Linked DNA regions of Zea mays: region 2 is linked to region 1. A link is a contact called in public Hi-C data. All regions are on one chromosome and are shown on one strand. Each heading gives the region's core, a stretch centred on a gene start, on an enhancer-like site or on the middle of the called end of the contact. The rest is flanking DNA. Distances are from core to core; before and after follow the strand shown. Region 1 holds the start of LOC100284672 (ATPUP5). Region 2 holds the start of LOC100303875 (Hydrophobic protein RCI2B).

Region 1 (6,095 bases), core at 488-2,987:
AAATTGTATATAAATATTATGTATTCCTACTGTTTTAGCTCTTAGTTCTTATGTTTATATTTAAATAGATGATGATAAATCTAGGCACATATATAAAACACATATATTAAATATTGTATGAATGTATTAATTACTTAAAACGAATTTTAATTTAGGAGAGTATGAGTTAATATATAGTACATAAAATGTTTAGAAAATAGTTGGTAAGCATAAACATGTGCACAACTTTTTTTTTGAGTGTGCTGATAGTATAATGTATGTAGCATGTTAGAAGTGGACCAAAGCAACATATTAGTTCGATATTTTTCTAGTAGCATTGTGTTTATCATCATTAGTATGTCTTGGACTAATCTATTTGTTTTAGTAGCTCAAAATATCCACATGTATATACATATACATAGAAAAGGGGTTGCTCATGACTACATATGTTTTAAGGACATACCTAACATCGTACAAAATACATTAACGGTATTAAACATAAGGATGTTGAAAGCATCAGTTTTCTGATACCGCTGCGGAGACGTTTTTGGAAAGCACTCTTTCCTCTCTTTTTTCATGCTTTTTAAAAGGAAAAAAAAAACAGCATCCACCGCAAAAGAATCGAACGGTTTCTATTTTAAGGATGACGTGGCCCTTCGTGGTGACGGCTAGCTGCAGGACTTTAATATATAATAATAAAATAAAATAGAGGAATTTGGATCTGTATTATTAAAAGATTACAACTTTAGATATATAGCTGCAGGATCTTATTTATATGTGGGGTTCACATGAGATAGAATCCTTACGGGCAAAATGGGATTGGTGTGACCAGTTACTCAGAAACAGGGATTGAATTTCACGATACTATTTTAGTACTTAAAAATCATTATAGTACGTATCATATTGGTCACATGAATATATTAATTTAAGTTGGTCGTTGGGAAAAATGCCGAACCACTTCCAAATTCCAATCATCCGTGTACGGCCATGGCAAATTATTCTTCTGCGGAATGTTTCAGGGTCCTTTTCTTTTCTTTCTGGCAGGTGCTCTGCCTTTGCATTAAAGTGGACACCGAGAAAACAGTACAATTTTGTTTCTTTTAAAAAAAAAGCAGTACAATTCTACGCTATTGCCGTAAAATGTTTCAGTGTCTGCTTAGTGGGTTTCATTGAAATAAGAAAAGGTTCCGAAAAGAGTGTGTGTGTACTCAAATCGCAATTCTCATGCCACTGAAAAGAGCATCCAGTTCTACAGGGTACCAACCAAGGCAACTCAAAAAGAAGAAGAAGGAAGAAACAAAAAATAAAGCACCCTAGAAACTGCTGGATGTACCCATTCTGCAGAACCCAACTGTCTTTGAGGCTTTTGATTGAGCATGTTGCTTAGAAACTGCGGGGAAACGGCAACCAGCGAGACGATCAAGTTGAATTCCCAAATCACTCAGAGCGGAGCCCTGGTTTCGGGAGCCAGGTACGCGCGAAACTGTACTGGATGAAGGTTGGAGGCGATACGAGAATTCAACCCTAGAAAAGAAGGGAACGGACTGGTTTTGTCCTGGGAGGAATCGAAGAGAGGAGACGAGTCAAGAATCAGACCTGGGGATGGGACTCGGATGGCGTGGTGGTGGTGGCCGTCGCCTTCCTTGTCCATGTTCCACTGCCTGCAAGTCTGCAACACCCTGGCGTTGGAGAATTGGAGTGGACACTCGGAAGCTCCACTCCACCAGCTGGGAGTCCCACAATCCTACGACGCAGGCAGTTCTGCCTCTCATGTAGAACCTGTAGTTGAGAATTGGAGATGGTTGGTGGACGTGCGCATATCCGTGCACAGACGGGCGGGCCCTGTTGTGGGCCCTTGTGCCTACACGCACGCGCTCCTGAACCTGAGTAACCTACTGATGACTATACAGATAGATACGTGTATATCTTTTTATATCGTATACGGATCTTTTTTTATGATATATCACCAATTAAATTAGCAGTCTTTAAAGATATATAGAAAAATAAATATATTTTTGTTAGTTTCTTGAACTGTATTTCAAGCTGCTATAATCAATTTTTAATATCTTACATCTAGTTGTTGTCGCTAGTATATATAACATAGATCTCTATGGTGAGCATACTTCGATGTCCATGTATACATAAACATGGTAGTCAAAATCACTTTCGATATTCCATACATATTCATTTTATGGCATGGTCTTTTTTCGCCTCGATGTCCCTTGGTCTTACAATTAATTTCTTAGGGCTGGTTTGGTGACCACCAAATTAGCCCTTAAGAAGCTAACCATAGAGAACTTTCTCCTCTCGAGACCACAAATTCTTTTGGTTATTAGAGCGGAGTAATTAGACGTGTTCCTAGATTCGATTGTTCAAGTGCCGTAAAAGGCAATCACGTACATCGCTGATGCAAAATTCAAGAACATTCTTATCAATCCAGCATATGAGCACTAGTTGGCATAAGATCAGTAGTTGCTCAGCTTTCTCGTCAATTACATGAAAAAAACAAGTGTCGTCTTAAGTTGTCACATTGTCCACAACATCGTTAGTTTGGATGAATCTTGAAGGGAAGTTTGTGGCCACGTCCCTCACATGTGTCAAACATTAGGATGTAGTTGTCGAACACTAATAAGGGCAGTATGTCCACCCAGTGTACTTTTCTAATATGAAGGCCTATGGTGATGAGCTTGTCATTGCATGAAAGTTAGTCCAAGATGAGAAGATGATATACTGTCTGAGGCTTTAACCTTGACTATAACCCGCTCAATCTAAGCGGTCTATATGCACAAATGATGGCCTACTACATGTGCCTCGAAATTCTTCAAGAAAACTACTAGTCCTCTATGAATTTTTCATCATGGGGACGTGGCTTCAACCACAAACGTGGTTATAGAAATTGTGGTCACCACCAAGGTGGTCAAATAGTCTCCTATACGGGGATGAGTAGGCGACACCTAAAATTTAACTCAAAACAATCCAAATTCAATCCAAGGTTATGATATTATGTGCTTAAAACAAGATGTGTAAGTTCGGGTTAGTATAAGCACAATACTTGCTCAAGCTTGCTATTAAACATACTTGCTCAAGCTTGCTATTAAACATAATGCGGAACCGGACTTGGTAACACAATGGAATAGAAATTTAGTGCAAGTAAATATAAGACCAGGGAGAAAAGTGAAAATAAATTGGAAGTCAAAAATAAGGAACACACGACAAAGAAACCTACGTCTCCGTTGAGGAGTCCACTAAGGACCAGGATTCTCTCAACCCTTTCCTCACTCAAGTGATGACAAAGATCAAACTTGAGTTCCTCTTTTCTTTTCTCAAGTGAGTCCGAGTCTCGCAAGTCACTCCATAACTTGATGGCTCTTGATAGCTTTACAAATCAATGGGAGTCTGAACTCCAAAGCTCAATGATCACAACACAACTTCACAATTCAGCTCTCTCAAGTGCATAAGCTCTTCCTCTCACAAGGCAAGACTATAACTAGCTTCTCTACTCAATTATGACAATTAAATCACTTGGAATGACTTATATGTGTTTCTCTATGCATATGACTTGTTTGCTCAACTCTTAGATACATAACACAGTAGTTAGGGTCATATATATAGGCCCAAGCCCTCACATAGCCATTGGAATGCAACTCTTAAAACTGCATTGTTTTTGGGTGCACCAAGCCTCACATAGAGCTTGGTCTGGTGCACACCAGACCCTAACACGTATATCTTGTCGGTAGTTGTTACAAGAAAGTTGTCAGTTGTCACCGGGCCCGCTACGTCAGTCGACCATTGGTCCATCCCATCTGACTGTTGGGTTTACTGTGGGTCTGGTGCTCATCGAACCACGGTCTGGTCCGCCAATTGCTTCTTCTCATCTTCTTCTCCAAAAATACCTTCTCTAGTAAATTAGTTTGGTGCGCCAAAGCCTTCTATGCCTAGTAGACGATCTCTGAAATTTTGGTCAGGTGCACATCGGACCCTGGTCTGGTGCGTCGTTGAACACCAAACTAAGTCCTTTTTGGGCCTAACTTTTTTGGTTGGTCTCCTGATCACCTCTATGACTCAGACAAACATATTCTAAGACCATTCAAACACTCTAAATCATAGGTCTTCATGATTTAATCTTCTCAATTCAATTGCTTAGTTTCTCTCAAACTTAGCTCCTCAAACATCATTTTGCATATCTAATCGTTCTAACCATTCTAGTGGGTTCCAAAAAATTAGTAGGTCCTTTAGAAACTTATCCTAACATTCAAACCACTCTGGGTTGTTTCTAACAAGATATGCCCTTTTCACTAAGATTTGAGCTATTTCTCTCATTGTGTTTTCATAATCAATCTTATGAACCTATAGTCAACCACTTAGCAAACTAGTTAGTACATTAAGTTGTCATGGCCATCAAACATGGAGACCAATATAGAAATAACTTTAATGCACATTTCTGTTTCATGGTCACCATCAATCTAGATGTCATGGTTAGGGAGGTAGCTCCAAGCAACAATGGTTGTTGTCCACATCAAATGAGTCAGTGTGCTAGGGTTGTAAAAAGTCTAGGCACATGGCAATGGATTGTTGGCATCGATTTGAGTAGGACTATTAACCAAACAACAAGAATGAGGCTACAATTTAGCGACCTATAACATTAACATCAATGTGTACCTTATAGCGAATCCATCGATCACATCACTACCGAGGTGGACAGTGGCGAAGCTAGAGTAAATCAGAGTAGGGTGCATATGATTTGAGGGTGCATAATAATATCTTCTAGCTAGTGCATATATAGTGAAAATCTAGTCGATTTCACTAGTTTTGCAAATTTTTGTGGGTGAATGTGCACCCACAACTTAGTACCTAGCTTTGCCCCTAGAGGTAGAGAATATGATGGTCTGTGATAAGTAAAGGAACACGATCAAGTCCACAATACTGGTGGATAAGATACGACAATGAGTAATGTTGGTCGTACGATTTTACATATCCCAAATTGCAATTTACATCTTAAAGTATCCTTAATGTTCTTAGAGAACACAAAAGCTCATATTTATTCATAAGCTTGTCACTAGTGATAAAGCCTTCATTCAAATTCATCCATTTTTCTTATCAAGAGTCGAGCAACAAGGAGGATTCTTCATCAAGGCATGTAGATGAGGCCTTTATCCCCTTTAGTGTTCTACTATATCATGTGAAGTAAGTTCACCTAAGCAAGTCTATAGAGTCAATAAGTAGCCTAGCTCAAGACGACATATTTGCTTAGGTCATTTGACTTCACATATCACAAATCATAATAATATTCCTTGTGATAATAATATTCCTTTATTGTTCTTCTTTTCGTCTTCAAATGCATCATCCTTATTTTTATTAAACTTTTCTTCTTGGTTTGGTGCATTGATAAGCAAGATGACCAAGCTCACTATAATTATAGCAATTCATCTAAGATATGACCATTCTCTTGCTACTAGTGAAGAGCTTCTTTTTCCTTTAATCAAATTTGATGCCTTCTCTATTTAGCTTATTTAGCATCTTGGTAGTCTTGTTCATAGTGAGTGCAAGCTTCAAATTATCTACTTCTTTATTGCTTGATCTTTCACTTTAGCTTTGCTTTTCTTCCCATGATTTGCTTTGAGAGCCAAATACTTATTCTTTTTTGAATAAGATCCATCTTTATTATTGATGTGCATGTACATCTCATAAGCATTTATCTTCTCCAAGATTTAAGTTGGAGTAGTGGTGGATAGATCAATTTGATGAAGTACAATGACGATGTGGCCATACTTATCGATTGAGAGAACACTCAATATCTTTCTCACAAGATCCAGTTTGTGTGAATTGTGTGAGCCCCAATCAATTTACTTCGTCTACAAGAATGTTTAGTTGTGAGCCATGCCATTTATATTTTCACAAAGACAAATTTCAAAATAATTTAATTTCTTTGTAACCAAACGATAATGCTCCTCACTGTAAGTGCAATCAACCCTAATTGAGGGTTTTGGTGATTAAATGACAAAACAAACAGAGATTCTAACTAGTTTGCTCCTAGCATGTATACAATTATTTTATAGACAGGAGAAGCATAGATCATATATGTACGCAAATGTAAAAGCACATCGGATTAAAAATCT
Region 2 (6,841 bases), core at 2,835-5,334, 250 kb after region 1:
GAAGATGGCCGCTTGGAGGATGGAGTGGGGCGTGAGGTGCTGAAGCTGAAGGCCAAGCTCCTCTAGCAGCAGCAGGAAGAAAGGCGAGATCGGCAGCGCCAACCCGCAGGAGAGGTAGGAGACGAAGAGCACGAACTCTCAGGTGGCGAGATCGCCGAGGGGAGTGGCGCCGGCGCGCTCCATCCGAGCAGGTTGCACACCAGGTTGAGTGCCCCCTCAGACTGGAAACACTCGGGATGAACCAGCGAGGCCATGGCGGCTACGGTGGCGGAAAGCAGGAGAGCGCGAATGTAAAGGGGCGCAGAGGGCTTGGAGGCGAAAGGGCACAACAATAGGAGAGAATGCGAAAGCGTAACTGCTGCACGCGGGGGGAATCCCTTTTCAAGGAAGACTCCCCCACTCGTGCCCCAGGAAATCTCGTCCGACGCGCACCTAGTGCCCAAGCGACCCAGTCACTAACATGGGGGCCCAAGCCCACAAGTCAGGCAGCTGGTGTGCCGGTCTCCGAGTGCAAAAAAGGCGAACCGCCGCATACCGCCTCGAGGCCACTGCGGAGAGATATTTATTAACCAAGGCGGCGGCAACGAGGCGCCCCGCGCGTGGCCCGATGGAACCGCCAGACGTGGGGCCGTGGGTCAGTCAGCCGCGGGGACAGATGTGGCAGTTGATGTGACCGAGGGCAGACTGACAGCGCGTGTGTCACCAGATGCGCTGAGTTAATGCGGCGCGCGCTGAGATGGTGCCCCAGTCACCGGTCATGCCATGTTGACACGAAGTACAAGTTTTGGCCCCACCTGCAGGCTCGCATCCTCCCCTGAGGTGGGCCCGGGGGCCACTGTCGGTACCCTAAAACTAGGGTACCCCCTGCTACTGTACAAAGACGAAGAACCCACGCGGCTATCCCTTAGTTGTGTGGTAGAAGTACTGTGTGTGGGACCAAGACACGGCTCGCCCCAATCACAGGCGGCTATTCTGGGTCCACAGCAGCGCCCGACTCCACCACGTGGGTGGGTCCGAAGCCGCCACGTGTCCAGAGAAGGTGGTATACTCCAAGGCGTCAACAGTGGTCCGCACCCCCACGGGAGAGCGCCGGACCCCCGGATATACAGTCTGGACCCCCAAGGTTGGTCTCGGACCCCCGAATATACAGTCCGGGCCCCCAAGGTTGGTCCAAGACCTCCACGTGTGCAAGCCGGACCCCCCCCCGGTATGGGGTCCGGGCCGCCCACAGAGGGGTCCCAAGATCCCAGGACAGAGCATACCCGGACCTTGAACAGGACCCAGGCGGGGGTCCGGTACCGACACGTGTCCAAACCTAGTCTGGTGCGGACCTCTCCGCACACGCTTCTGCTCCCCGCCCAGACGGAGACCCGATGCTGCCACGTGGCCTACTGCGCATGATGTAAGCTAGCAGGTCGTGCCTGACGTAAGGCCTCCGGGTTACGTGGCCCCTGCATTTATTGCGGATAAGGCGCGCCGCCTGACCATTCCGCTGACAGGCGAGGTGTCCCCTCGGCATTTAATGAGGCCTGTCCGTTCTGCTGTCAGGCAGCGACCTATTCATTCCACTGGCAAGCAGTGTGCCACCTCAGCATTTAATGAGACCTATCCATTCCGCTGGCAGGCGGCATGCCTGTCCATTCCATTGGCAGGCGGCACGCCCATGCTGTCACATGCACTATACTCATCATCACTCATACGCACCAAGGAAGCTACCGTTGTGTATCAACACTGCGCGGGCTGCGGATATCTGGGGCCAGAAGATCTCTCAGGTGTCACCTGCATTAGTTGCTCCATGTATTTCTTCCATTATGTCCCTGAGCCCACATGTCGGGGCTCAGCAACCTTGTATGTGCCTCCCTTGGGCTATAAAAGGGAAGGCACACAACGTTACAAGGCAGACCAACTTAGACTCTCATACTCAATACTACACACAGTGGAGTAGGGTTTTACGCTCCGGCGGCCTGAACCACTCTAAAACTCTTGTGTGCTCTCGTGCTTTCATCGACCATCTAGCAGACAGGCAAAACGCTTAGGCCCCCTCCTCATCTTAGGATTTAGGGCGGGTGCGTTCCGCCACCTGGCTAGAGATTTCCTCTTCGACACATACCCCCTATGATATTTTGCATTTGCTCTCGTTGTTCATCTACATAATTCTTAAGAGATTGCAGTTCGTTTGTATTACTTACATTGGGGATATCTGATGTGAGTCGGAGCGAAGCCGGATCCGCCGGCCGCTGTCGGACGACCTTGTTGTTCCTGTCCACTTTGAAGTTAGCCAAGAACTTTGTTTTTGCCTCCTAGATCATCCGCTCTTTGTGCTCCTCGAACTGAAGCTGTTCGTCGGCCGGCAAGGTTTCCCAAGTCGGCTCTATAATGTTGCTGTGGGAGACTTCAGAGCTATCCCTTGAACCGGCCATTGAGGGTCGATTTGATGGGTCTAGATATGTGGTCCCCAGCGAAGTCGCCAAAAAGTGTGTTGACACCTTTTGGGGCGCCAAACACTTCAACAAGAACCAGCGGCGGTGCTCTCTGGTCAGGCGCTATCGCGAGGCTAGGGTTCCCTGCCTGACGGCCGGACGGTCCGCGCGTACGCAGGGGCGACAGAGGATCGTCGGCGGCATCTGGATCTCGCTCCCAGGAGGGACCCCATCGGGGAGGAGAGATCCTAGGTGATGTTTAGGCTCGGGTAGACCGACCTAGACTCCTCTAATCGACGTGAAGTCGAAGAGAAGCGGAGGATTTGGGGATTGGAAGACTAAACCTAAATTAGACTAGAACTATTCATAGGATAAAATGTAAATTATATTGATTGAAGGTTCGATTGATGATTACAAATCGGCCGTATGCCTCTCTATTTATAGAGGAGGGGGCTGGACCCTTTACAAACTAATTTCCGAGCTTATCCCGAGATTCTCGCCAACAAACATAGCAAGAAACTCGGAACCCTAATCTGTTCTGCGCTTGCGCGGACCGTCCGGCCTCTTATTTTGGTGCCCAACACAAGGAAAGCGAGAAATCAAATATGCATAAAAGGAAAAGAGGAATAAGAGGAAGCAAGCACTATTTCTGAAATAAGTAAAACAAGACGAGGTCGCCCTGTTAGATGAAGGTTTAATTATGATATAATGAACTGTAGCAAAGGAGGATTTGTAACCGAGATAAAGACGTGCTGGTATTGTTGAGAGACGGACTTTCTCAGGGTGCCCTGAATGAACTGACACGAAGACTCAAAACTGAACACGGTTCGAAAATTCTCACCTTGCCTGCATCCTACCTGATGGCGAGGATCATGTCCATTCCCACAAAGCGCTTGACTCGTTCATTAGACTGACTGGACGCAGTATGAGCTAGGTGCACCCAACTGACTCACACAAACCTGTTTCAATTGTCCATGAGTCAATAACTAAAATAATCTCTCTTCTGGCTGTGTGTTCCTACGTAACAGAGGCCGGAAGATGTGTTTTCAAAAACTTACAACTCATTGTATAAACTTAAAATTAATATATCCCCCATTTCAAAAAAAAAACTCCCTTTTTCCAAACGAGCCCCGGATAGCTTATTAACATAGTCTTAGCTTTACGATGCAACTGCCAACTGCCTGTGAAAGTTATTAAAGTAAAAAAAAAAGAGAGTGATGGAGATACGAAGTTGAGCTATGATAAGTAGAAAACCTAATATATAATACTCTACGGAGTATCAAAATGCTTCGTCACTGCCTTTCTAATTTCCACTAGAAAAAAACGAGATGGATTAGGACGGAGGGGAAGGAAAACGACGGATCGTGTTTGACTCGACATCTACAATCACGGTCCGTGACGGGCCATGGAGTGTTCCGCGGCCCACCACCGGTGGACAGACACGTGCCGGGACACTGGAGAGTTCCGCGGTGCGCACGGCACGAGACCCCGCGTGTCCGGCTGTCCGCCTCGCTGTTTCCCTACCCGAGCCCGACCGGTAAAGACGTAAAGTGAAACGGAGACGAAACCCGCTCGCGTTTTCTTCTTTCAGAAAACGAAATCCACTCAGGAGCGAGGAAAGAGGGACAGAGGAGGGATAGATCCCCGGGCTCCACGCCTCCACAACCATCCGTCCCGATCCCGACCAGCTTTGAGATCGCGATGGCGGACGGCCGCTGCTGCACCTTCCTGGAGATCCTCTTCGCCATCATCCTCCCGCCCCTCGGCGTCTTCCTCCGATTCGGCTGCTGCAGAGTAAGCCCCCCTTCCCTTCCTTCCCTTCGCCACCGGTCACCCCATGATCCGATGATGCTCCGTGCGCACGCCTCTTGGCGCGGACCTGCTCGTTGATTCCTAGCTAGTTGATTTCACGGCCCGTTTGCCCCCGCGAGCCTGCCTAGCTTCGGGCTAGGTTTCAGTAGGCGGATTGTTCGGCTCCAAGCGTATTCGGACCGTGCTTGGTCTGAATTCCAAAATATAGGGGCGTCAAACGATGAACTGCCTCTGAATCTTATGCCGTGCCCTCGTAGATCCCTGCATAAACTGTAGTACCTGATCTGCTTCGTTCCCGTGTTGGCCATTTGACTAGGTCATAAATTCATGTTTGATGTTTCCGTAGCCCTCAGAAGCCCATTACGTTGATGTGATGTGACAGTGATGCTCTGTTATAGGACAAGCCAGCAGCATCCATTTCGCAACCACAATTTTTCTCCTGATGGGAAGGAGTGGGTAAATCAGACAACTAATTTGACTAATCTGAACCATGAATGAAACTCAGCGTGGGATGGAGCAGTGACATATACAATTGTCTGTTTTTGTCGTGGTAACTCTGTTGATGACATTTTACTATCCCTGGAACATACTGACGGTACGCTTTCTTGTCTTCTTAACAGATAGAGTTCTGCATCTGCCTGCTGCTCACAATCCTTGGCTACGTCCCCGGAATCATCTACGCGATCTATGTCCTTGTTGCTCTCGACTCTGACCAGCACGAGAGGGAATACTACACCCTTGCTTAGAGCATCTGGTTGTGCCAGGCGGGCCTGCACAGTTGAGTCGAAATCAGTATTTTTTTTCTCATGTGGATTGTCTGACATGGCATAAGCGGCAATGGGTAACCAAGTGTTGTGGTCTATATCTCTGTTACCCAACTTGTGAGCTCTCTTTATTGTGCTCCAGTTATTCAATCTGTAATTGTGATACTACAAGAGAATAAGATGCGCATGTATCTCTGAGAGCAACTGTGATTTATGATTGGTGCTACCTTGGGCTCAAAAACATGTGAACAGTCGTTCTATGAAATGCGATGTGTACACACATGTTCTTTGAAATCTCCTGCAGACCAAAAGGGGATACTGCCAGATGTATCGTGCAGTAATTTTGACGTATGTTGCTCTGGGCCACTTCTTTCTTACACACAGAATAGAACTGATATAAATTGTGCCCCTTGACGAGCAGCTGGTAAACACCTTCATGCTGACGATGGTTCAGTGTGCAGGCAGTAAAATATGTACTCCCTCAATTTCTTTTTAGTTGTCGCTGGATAGTTACTATCCAGCGACAATTAAAACGAAATGAAAAGAGTATCAAAATGACTCGTTTCCCGTGCTGCATGTTCGTGACCATGTGCAACCCAGCGGCTTGCTGCCGCTCTTGATGCTTTGTTTAATGACACTTCGGATTGAGCCTATATATATGTTTGCTTGTCCCGAAAATCTGGTAGGCATACGCTGGTTGATTCAGGAGGTTTTGGTAGTGTATTTATTCTGAACAATACATCTGATTCTCTTCTGGATTCTTAACACCGCCGCTTCTGAAACTTTTTTTTGTTACTGATTAATTGGACCGGTCGTCATCCGTGGCCTACAAGTTCTGGGAAGAATGGAAGATCATTGGGGAGAATATAATCAGCGAACGAGACAGATCCATGGTGCAGGTGTACCGCGCCGCACGGCTGGTTCATGTTGCACCGTCACTGTCACCACTAAAATTAGTCACTGTCAGCCTCACCAAAGTTAAGGCGCCGCCGAGTCGACCCGTGTAGACAGAAGCCTTCGTGCCCGGTGGTCGTTCCACCCTGATCACGACAACGCGAGGCTAGAGAAGCTGCCAGCCGAGCAGCCGAACAGGTGGCATACGACTACCTGATGAGGACCACGACGATAGAACCGGTTGCTGCCTCTCATCCGTCAACGTGAACGGAAAAAAAAACCAAGTATGCAATCCAGAACATGTATATGTACTGAAGACACTGAAAATAATAGTACTGTTTTCTACTCCAATCTCTGTGTCCCCTCTGGTGTGCCATTGTGTGCATCGAACGATTTTCTCAACATTTCTGTCCGATCACTGCAATTGTAAGCTTCTCCTTTTGGGAAAATTCAGTCTCTGATAGAGGTGTTGAGCAGCCCGTGCCGTCGTGCGCCTGCTCGAGACAAGTTAGCTGCTGCGGGACCGCGCCAAGCTTAAGTGGAGCGACTAGGGCGACATCGCCCGCGAGGTGTTCGTGCATTGCACCGACGACGCCGCGGCCGCGGGGAAGCCCCCCGGCGGCGGCAACAGTGCCAAGACCCCCAACCGGTGCAAGAACAAGATCGAGTGAGTCCATGGAGAAGCGGTACCGGGCGGAGTCCGCCGTGGTGGCGCGCGCGGGCCCCGCCGCTGCCGGCCCGTCGTGGGGCGGTGGGGGTTCGGTTCTTTGCCCGCATGGACGGGTCTGGCCAAGCGTCGTCAGTCTCGTCACACACGCAGACACGCTAGTACTACTTGGAAAAGGGGTTCGTTGGGCAGCTCTGGTCGTCTTCCCGGTGGACAAAACCGCGTTTTTCCACGGCCACCGTCCCAAAAATTCGTCGATTCCAACCCCGCATCGCCTCCTCTCC

What was found. A called contact is a pair of places that touch in the nucleus more often than the background predicts.
Region 2: a contact with region 1 is called in a Hi-C map of ear, with 2.4 times the contacts expected there. The contact joins the promoter of LOC100303875 here to the promoter of LOC100284672 in region 1. A contact is called at or near these places in 3 of 25 Hi-C or Micro-C datasets (ear, leaf and tassel) and 1 of 3 datasets of contacts at active chromatin or transcription factors (leaf).

Annotation. Positions count from the first base shown.
Region 1 is chr2:204,757,598-204,763,692 of Zm-B73-REFERENCE-NAM-5.0, forward strand. LOC100284672 (ATPUP5) reads right to left here and starts at 1,738. Exons shown (of 2, transcript NM_001157567.1): 1 at 1,576-1,738. The coding sequence starts at 1,630.
Region 2 is chr2:205,002,477-205,009,317 of Zm-B73-REFERENCE-NAM-5.0, forward strand. It overlaps LOC100303875 (Hydrophobic protein RCI2B), which reads left to right and starts at 4,085. Exons shown (of 2, transcript NM_001320456.1): 1 at 4,085-4,214; 2 at 4,853-5,192. The coding sequence starts at 4,122. The coding sequence ends at 4,978.